3 separate regions of the Mus musculus genome follow, and all the other regions are linked to region 3. A link is a contact called in public HiChIP or PLAC-seq and Micro-C data. All regions are on one chromosome and are shown on one strand. The core of a region is the stretch at or near the end of the contact, and the rest is flanking DNA. Distances in the headings are between cores, read along the strand shown.

Region 1 (2,979 bases), core at 198-2,697, 180 kb after region 3:
AAAGAAAGAGAGAAGCCGGGTGTGGTGGCGCATGCCTTTAATTCCAGCACTTGGGAAGCAGAGGCAGGTAGATTTATGAGTTCAAGGCCAGCCTGGTCTACCCTGTCTCAAAACAAACAAACAAACAAAACAAAAAACAAAGAGAGAGAGAGAGAGAGAGAGAGGGAGAGAGAGAGAGAGGAAGGAAGGAAGAAAGAAAGAAAGAAAGAAAGAAAGAAAGAAAGAAAGAAAGAAAGAAAGAAAGGAAGGAAGGAAGGAAGGAAGGAAGGAAGGAAGGAAGGAAGGAAGGAAGGAAGGAAGGAAGGAAGGAAGGAAGGAAGGAACATGGTATGACGTTTTCCATTCTCATCAATGTGTGTGTGTGTGTGTGTGTGTGTTTAACTGAATACCACATTCAATATTTGACCCTCTAACAAAGCCTTCGAAGCAAGGTGAGACAGGGATACGAAAGACCAACCTCTAAACTTAGCACTAAGTACACACACACACACACACACACACACACACACACTATAGTAGAGCATTGAGACATGTCCTTGCAAAGCATCTGGCTGAGAAATACCGTTAGACACCAAAAGAGTATTTCCAAATGACGTGAGGAGGTATGGAGAGCTGGCTGACCTTTAACAGGAAAATGAAATCACACTGAGAGAGAGAGAGAGAGAAAGAGAGAGAGAGAGAGAGAGAGAGAGAGAGAGAGAGAGAGCTCACTTCCACACCTGTTCCCACTGCTGGAAACTTCCAGAACTAGGCCTCCTGAAAACTGTTTCCTGCACATGTTTGCTGCCTCTGAGAAACTCGCTGGTCACAGCTATCCTAAGAGATCCGTGCTTATTGTCACCCTCTGTGTGCCCAGCCCTAACAAGCGGCCCCACCCCTGCCTAGCTGAACCTCACCCTCATACAACCTCTCCAAACATGAGCATTGTGTATCTCTGTCTCCAGCCTTAAGGTGCTGGGGGCGAGAGGCTGTCTTCTCTGCCCTTCTACTTGAACTGTGTTCCTCTCTGGGGCCCACACAACCTTTTCCAGATCGCCCTCACACATCTAACTAAACGTCTTTGTTTAGTGCCTCTGTCACCCAAATTTAGCCAAAGACCCATAGGTACTGAGCAGAGGAAAGCTTTGGACGAGACAAACTCACTTCTCCTGACCTCAAATTTTTCAGAATTTTAGAGAATAATCATTTATACCTACACATCTGTAATGTTTTCACATAAATAAACCAGAACTCAGATAGAACGAATTAAAACGAGAGCGGAACAGAGCCCCCTGAAGACCCAACAGCACCCTTGGGCGGGCTGTCGGTACTTAGGTTCCTCAGGATGGGCCCTGGGTAGAGAAGAGGCAGCTGGAAGCCAAGACCCAGAGCTGGGTATGAATGTCCGCTCTGTCCCGTTCTCTGGGGGTAAGGCCAGGCGCTTCCAAAGCTTGGAAATCACAGCAGCTTTTGCTTCTCTTTCCAGGATTTGTGCCAAAAGAAGAACTCAGCACACAGTCTTCGGAGCCAGTGCCGCAGGGAGATCCAAGTGAGTTAACTGAAGAGCTGGGGACCCCGGGGTGGTTTGAACATCTCTCTCCTCTCCTCTGCGTACTGACTTTCACTCAGACCCACCTCTCTCCTACCGCACAGCTATTGAGCTTCTACCTTCTGACACTTTGTTCTAAGGAGAATGGAGAGCTTTTGAAGGATTTAAAGTATATGTATGAGGGGTAGAGGATCAAGGGTTTTTTGGGTTTTTTTTTTTTGGTTTTGTAAGTCACCATGGCAACAGGGCGAAGACTGGGAAGAGATGTGGGGGCAGGAAGGGTGGATGAAAAGGATTGACGGGCTGATCGTCAGGGGTGGAGTACCATGGGAGTCAGAAAAGCCAGGCCTTGGAGTTAACCAGAAATTAGAGAAACTGGTAGAGTCAAGAAAGATAGAAGAGGAAGAATCTATAAGTTTGGAGTGGGGCAGGAGACAGGACAGTTAAAGATGACATCTGGAGGCCACTTGGCTGGCAAAGGCTTTTGTTGCAAAGCCTAACGGCCTGGGTTCCACCCACGGTGCTCCGGGGCTTCCTCTGATCTACACGCTGCGCCGTGACATCGTCATGCCCTCCCACACACACACTCGGTAAACGCATAGATCTAATTCATACTGTAAAAAAAAAAATGACTTGTGTGACTAGATAAATGTCACTGTGGTGAGGAACACAGGTCGGACCAGGGTTGGGGACAGGAAGGCTGTCTATGCCTGTCATTTGCCGTGAGATATTCAGCCCAATAGCAAGATCTAAAACTTGGACGAGATGGGACGCTTCAGTCTGAAATTCAGAGTCGGGGAGGAAGATGACAGTGACTATACATATTCTGTCTTTCTTCGTCAAATTAAAGAGAAGAAAGAATGTTAAATGGGTATTAAAATGCCTTAAAAACATTTAGAGTTGGAAGATGAACTGTGTGGTTCAAAGCAGAGACTCTATTATGTATCTGGTAAATGGAATGTAGATAAGGTTGAAACCAAACAGAAGGCGCACATATGATGAGCCTCGCTAGGCAGGGGAGAAAACGCCTGCGAGTATCAGAGGAGGGACTGGGGAGAGAGGGAAGGCGGAGAAGTGTAGTCTCTTCCAACATACCAAAGAGAGCACCTACAAATCGACCTAAAGCTGCCACTAGGCAGCTGAAACAAAGGTAGAAACAAGAGCCTCCATCCCAGACCCACTGACTGATCCTGCAGCCATAGTTACCAGTGGTCCTTGAGAGTGGCTCGCGGGTTATTTTGTGGGAACTTTCTAACACCTGTGACCTGGGCGTGCCTCTGATAGCTATCATCCAAAGTTACAAAACATGGACCTGGTGCGTTCTATAGCCCAAAGCATGAGTTTATCTATAGAACTACATTGCAGAGAGCGGTAGCACAGAATTATTAGCAGCGTGTCGATTCCTTGAGACACCACACATCTGACCTTTCGTCTTCATCCGGAACCTTTCT
Region 2 (2,862 bases), core at 26-2,525, 160 kb after region 3:
AAACTGCAGCTGCTAAAGCAGGCAAGTGCCATGTGTTATTTCATCCAAGATGAGCACGCAATGTTGCATTCTAGAAGATGATATGGAAAATAACATCTTACCCAGTCAAGCTCCGCTGACCTTCATGTTGCTTTCTTTAATCAATGCCAGGAACCTGGCACCTCAATCGATGCGATCAGACAGCGTGGCTTGGGAGTGGGATGTTTTCCTGTTGTTGTTCTCACGATTCGATATTGTCTGTATTTGTGTCGTTTCCATTCGGTATGACTGTGGCCTTGAATTTTATGGTATTGTTACTTTAGACCGTGATCAGACCTTATGCCTAGAAGCGTTTCCCGGCAACTAAAAGGGAAAAGGATGCCTCTGCTTGGCCATAAAGCAAAGGGAGGGCAGGAAGGAGAGGGGACGGTGAGCCTTATCCACTAACAGCAAGCAATCAAAGCAATGAATCTGAATCAGTGCAAAACACACATCTCTGGGGCTTAGCCAAGGCAGCCTCCTCGGGAGGGCAGAGACTAAGAAATTCCTCTTCCCAAGTTTCCATGCTAAATCCAGAACAGTGCCCTCCCTGGTGTTCTCTTAAGAGGTGCTTTGATTTCTCACACAGTTGCTCTCTCACGGAGCTTGGCATTCCAGAAACATGGCGGTGAGTGGACTTGGTTCATGTTCTGCTCATGGATGTAGGCTGGACATAGCTCTGGAATTTCAAGAGCTGGCGTTTCTTAAATATTTGCTGTGTGTGAGCCACTGTGACAAGATAAGTAGTTTTTTTTAGTCAGGCCAAATTACTACCAAGATGCCCTGTTCTTCGCCCTAAGGCACAGTTTTGCAGAAAACACAGCTTAGAGAAGTTGTGTAAATTTTTGCTGACAAACAGCAAGGAAGTAGCGAAGCCGAGAGTCAGACACAGACAGTGTGGCTCCAAACACCGCTCTCTAAGTGACTATGCTATACCCGACGAGCCTTTACAAGCATACTTGTTGTTGGGTTGACAGCTTGTCAATGCTTCACCTATACCTTCAGTGACACTTTGATCACAGATGTGATCGTGACATACTTACTGAGTTGCAAGCACATAGCTGTCCTGTTCCTCACCTTAAGAATCAGATCTGAGATCAGCCCTGTCTTCTTTTGGTGAGGACACAAAGAAGGAGTGGCAAAGCCTCCTGATAGTTTCTACTTCGCCCAAGTTTACCTCCTCTGCCCCTATGGTGATTTCTGAATAGGTGAATTGTGTAGATAACTGCTTTCTGTTTTATCGCGGCTACTATCGTCCTGTCCCCATCCCTTTCTGCCATTCCTGGCATACCAGCCCAGGAACCAGCAGTCTCTGCACTCAGAACCCTGGGCTTCTTTCTCTCTGGACTGCCCTGAGGCAGTCCTGAGTCTGAGGTGAGGTTACCCTCTTTCTCACTCTGCCTGTAGCTGTTGAGGGTCTTTGGCCCTGGGGTGTCTTAATGGCACTGATGACCTCAGAGATCTCACGTGTAGAGAGTTGCCAGAGCCAAGTAAGCCTCTGACTTCAGATACATGTGTCGAGCAAGACCCTCTCTCCCTTTTTATTCTGAGGGGAAAGTGCCTCTAGCCTTCCAGAATACTACCCTAGTGCCTCTGCAAAATCCTCTCCACAGGTCTAGGATATACCTGTGACTGTTCTACCTCAGAAAGACTGGCAGGAAATGGGTCGGCCATCTTTACCAGTTCTTGAGGCTTGGGGAGACAGGAGGAAAGAAGGACACACACTGTCACCTAAGCAACCCCACACAAGCATGGCTCCTGGCCTCTCCCTATGTTTTTTTCTTGGTCCTTTTCTTCCAGCTCACTGCCTGGGGAGACTTGGGTGTGGTCACCGTGCAGATTAACCTGGAATGGTCGCCAGCATGGAAAGCTCAGACAAATTATCTGGCATACAAAGTAGTTTTCAGGTCCTCTGGCTTCATCCCTCAATCCAAACCTAAAAGCTGAGGATGCACAAAAGGGGGGCGGGGGCACACAACATCCAATGACCACAGCTCTGACTCCTCTCTGTGCCAGATCTCTGAACTGCAAGAGCCTGAGGCAGTATCTTCCAGGTTTCAGATAAAGAAGAGTTTAGCCACTTGCCCAAGGGTGTGATTGGCTATAAGTGGTTCCTTAGAGGCTGATGGGTTGCGGCATCCTAAACCAGGTAACTGTTGTGAGAAGAGAGCAGGGAACCAGGGTAGGTAAGAGATGCTGCTTCAGATTTTGAAGCCCCAGGTAGTAGAGGCCGGTCCAAAGCTCCCCTTATCTACACCAGCCTTGGCAGAACTGAATTGCCTTCACACACCAAACCCTTGTCTATATGCCTATGTAGTATCTGTAGTGTGGTGAGTCATGGGGTATTTGTGCCCCTCCCACCTCAACTTAAATCTATAAAGTATGCAAAAGTCCCAGTGTTAAAACACAGCCATTGCTGTTGTCACCTGTCCCCATTACCATACCTCCTCAACCTCCTGGGACATATCACCAGGTGTTATTGTCTGTTCCTTATTTCTAGAACATTCACACTTGTCCTTGCACATTTCTTCTTCATCCATCCATCCGCTCACAGGTACTGAGGCCCTTCTGTGGGCCAGACCCAAGCTAAATAATGCGCATGCCAATATCAAAGGGATGTGTGGGGTCTCATTCTGTCTTTAAAGGACGTGTCCACACGGGGCAAGTTCTTACTAATTTATACATGATATTCCAGTGAGAGCTATGAAAGAATGGCCTCGTTGCTAAGTAAAAAGAAAGAAATCCTTTAGTGAGCAAAAGAGAAAAGAAGTAGATTAGGCCAACTGTGGCTCAGGTCTCAGCACGCTGCATACAATGTTTCCTAGGTTCCCAAAGAATGAGTTA
Region 3 (2,921 bases), core at 122-2,621:
CTGACAGGCTTGCTTTACCCGTCCACAATCACACAAGTACTCACACAAAATTATTAAGATGTAATAAAAAATGCTGTTGTTTCAATTCTCCTCACTAACATGTAGTGTCTCCGGCCACCATTGTGTTCCCAATGTTCTGGAAACGGGTCCTACCCATCACCTTCCAAGAGGGCCAGTACTCTTAGGGTCTCCACTCACCCTGCAAACAAAACACTCGAGCTCACTGGCTCGCACCATTCTTTTGGCTAGATTTTCACGAAAAGATGCGGTACATAATTACAACTCTCGTGTAAACAAACAATAATTGGGTTTAAAAGTGTCTGAATAAAGCGCTTTCATCAACCCCTGTGAATGTCATCACACTGAAGCTAATCACAGAGAAAACGGGAGCCATTGCTGCTGTGCACTGGTCTTCTGGATACACTATTAGATATCATTAGTAAGGGCTACCATTTACTTTTTGCCTCTGTGACAGTTTGTTCTTGTGGGCCCAAGAGACTTCTATAACTTCAATGGTAACTCACACCTCTGCACTCTGCCTAACTCCCAGATCTCCATCAAGGATTCAGTTAGCGGCTATAAAGTCTTCATTCGGACATCCCCTTTGAAATCTCCCGTATCCGGTACAAATACCTATCAAAGTACTCATTACACTCGGAAAACATGTGCTTAACCAACCTATGTCCCATCCCACTTTGTGTCCTACTTGAGAGGAGCAATGCCCACTTCGGCATCCCCAGTGCCAGGCCCCATGACAGGGGCTTTAAGAAAAGCGAGTTGAATGAATGAACTGAGCCACACGTGCCCCAGGAGGCAGGGTCTCCACAAGGAAGCACACAGGGGTCTGCAGGAGGGTTCAAGGGGAAGGAAGGCAGGGCAACAGCGGGCATTTAAACTCCAGGGCCAGGCCGGCAGCCCCGGGGCGGGGCTCAGAGCGACCGAGGAAGAAGGAGGGCGCGGGGCGGGGCCTGTGGGGACTCCCGGCTGCGGCGGGGGCAGGGCGAGGTTGGGGCCGCTCCCGCCCGCCCGCCCGCTCCGGGGCCCGCACTCACTCGTCCCCTTGCAGGAGGCTGCACTCCGTGATGGGCCGCACGGCCGCCCGTGGGGGCTCGGCCTCCGACGTGGGGCGGAAGCACAGGCTCAGCTTCTCCTCCAGGCTGGAAGCCAGCGCCGGGAAGCTGTCGCCGCCCGCGTGTGCCCCCGCGCCAGCCTCCGGGCTCGCGTTACAGTTCTCCTGTTCCTGGACACTCCCGGCCGGCTCCTGGAACTCATAGAAATCCTGCCAGTCCCCGTCAGCCGCCATCGCGCCCGCTGCCGGCGCCCCGCCCCGGTCAGACAGCCACGCCCTGTCGCTTCCAGGCCACGCCCCAACGGTGCCCGCCCACTTGAGGCCACGCCCCTTGTCCTCCAGCTCTTGGTTGAGCGGAGACCCAAGCTGACTTTAAAGTCTTCCCTTCCTGAGTCTTCTGGAAGACCTTAACCGAGTTGAGTCACTTCCGATGTTCTTGAGCATTTAGAAACAACTTCCCTCAGTGTCCCTGTCTAAAAGTGGCTAAAAGGAAGACTTCTTTAAACCTACTTACTGTCAGATTTTTGCCCCATAGGAACATTTCTAACACTCCATCTAGATTGACAAGATTTACTGGGAAATGTTTGCTTGGTACCAAAATCCATTCCACAAATACATCTCTCCCATGTGCAAAACGCATGCTTGCTAATAATTATGTGAGTGAATATGCTCAAAGTACTTAGAAAATGCCTCAACAATAAATACTCACCTGCTTGCTATGCATGGTCACTTCTTCATTACTGTAGCCCGACCTTTAAAATTTAATGAAAATTAAATCTTGTAAAAGCATGGCTGAGGTATGGAAAGCTTTCTTTTCATAGACCTAGCTTCTTATTTGTTTGTTTATTTGCAAAATAAAATTATCCATGAAGGTAAAGAGCAGTGATTGTTGTATGCCATATACACTGTACCCTGAAGATGGCTAGGATTATAGTTTTATCACATGCATTTAACTACAACAAAAATCAAGGAAAGTAGGCAGATGCAGTAAATGCCCAATAATAGACAGAATCATTATTCCTTCAAATGTGTCATTCAGGTGGGTGAAACATCTTTCAATAATATATTATAAAATGTTATAAAACAGAGGAGCAATGCAGCTGGGGAAGAGGGGGAAGGGGGTAACTGGGAGGAGTTGAGGGAGGGGGAACTGCAGTCAAAGGGATTGTATGAGAGAAAAGTACATTTTAAAAGGGAATATATATGTATATATATATATATATACATATATAGTGTCTACTCAGGAATTGTATAAAAATTTATTGGGCAACTCAATCCAGTGAGCTCGTTTTATATATAATTAAATACAAAATGCCCAATGAATTTCCTTGCAAACAATACCTGCCCCTCCTTGGGTAAAAGGAAGTGTTAAGTGGTAGAATGTAAGAAGACATTCAACAGGAGACCCATTTCTGCCATGTTGTGGTACCATGCTCTTCCACCCAGCCTTTCTCTAGACTCTTTGACTCAGCCTTTCTTAGAAACTACCCAGTTTCAAGTTTCTGTTCCCTCGCCCCTTCACTCAGTATGTCCTGTCAGCACTTCTTCTCCTTCCTGACAGGCTGCTCCCTTCAGCTAACTTCTAGCTTGAACCAAAGCACCAGCTTCGGGTTTACACAGTCCATCACCAGGGGCCCCCTGAGGAGGAAGCCGGCCTCCTTTATCACTCCATAGAGCCTAATTTTGTACGTTGGCTTCACTCAAACTTATCTACTTTATACCTATTTTACTTCCTACCAGCTCCTAGAGACCTTTATGAAAATGATCATGTGTGAAGGAGTTTCCTCACTTGATAGATTAAGAAAGGTTAGTTTGTACATGTGCCAGTGGTAGTTAAAGAAAATTAGGCCAT

The links. A called contact is a pair of places that touch in the nucleus more often than the background predicts. HiChIP or PLAC-seq counts read pairs in DNA pulled down with a chosen protein or histone mark.
Region 1: a contact with region 3 is called in a Micro-C map of stem cell-derived neurons, with 5 times the contacts expected there. The contact joins the enhancer-like site here to the promoter of Fez2 in region 3. A contact is called at or near these places in 2 of 39 promoter capture datasets (the 3T3-L1 cell line and hematopoietic stem and progenitor cells), 1 of 15 datasets of contacts at CTCF or cohesin (the NIH/3T3 cell line), 4 of 484 Hi-C or Micro-C datasets (cerebellar granule neurons, muscle stem cells, palatal mesenchyme and 1 more) and 3 of 115 datasets of contacts at active chromatin or transcription factors (differentiating embryonic stem cells, extraembryonic endoderm stem cells and trophoblast stem cells).
Region 2: a contact with region 3 is called in an H3K27ac HiChIP or PLAC-seq map of extraembryonic endoderm stem cells. The contact joins the enhancer-like site here to the promoter of Fez2 in region 3. A contact is called at or near these places in 2 of 39 promoter capture datasets (the 3T3-L1 cell line and hematopoietic stem and progenitor cells), 1 of 15 datasets of contacts at CTCF or cohesin (the NIH/3T3 cell line), 3 of 484 Hi-C or Micro-C datasets (cerebellar granule neurons, erythroblasts and nephron progenitors), 3 of 115 datasets of contacts at active chromatin or transcription factors (embryonic fibroblasts, extraembryonic endoderm stem cells and trophoblast stem cells) and 1 of 9 other capture datasets (adipose tissue).

Annotation. Positions count from the first base shown.
Region 1 is chr17:78,600,379-78,603,357 of GRCm38.p6, forward strand. Vit (vitrin) reads left to right here. Exons shown (of 14, transcript NM_028813.2): 9 at 1,466-1,528. Among named protein-coding and RNA genes, the nearest start is that of Gm32573, 14 kb to the left of the region's middle. Within about 2 kb of position 1,448, at least 32 of the 459 cell types and tissues checked have an H3K27ac peak or open chromatin away from gene starts, as enhancers often do. A contact at or near this core is called in stem cell-derived neurons, where this site is marked.
Region 2 is chr17:78,579,411-78,582,272 of GRCm38.p6, forward strand. It overlaps Vit (vitrin), which reads left to right. Exons shown (of 14, transcript NM_028813.2): 6 at 1-21. All of the region lies in intron 1 of Gm32573 (a long non-coding RNA gene), which reads right to left. Among named protein-coding and RNA genes, the nearest start is that of Gm32573, 7.4 kb to the right of the region's middle. Within about 2 kb of position 1,276, at least 6 of the 459 cell types and tissues checked have an H3K27ac peak or open chromatin away from gene starts, as enhancers often do. A contact at or near this core is called in extraembryonic endoderm stem cells, where this site is marked.
Region 3 is chr17:78,416,781-78,419,701 of GRCm38.p6, forward strand. Fez2 (fasciculation and elongation protein zeta 2 (zygin II)) reads right to left here and starts at 1,372. Exons shown (of 8, transcript NM_199448.3): 1 at 1,053-1,372. The coding sequence starts at 1,303.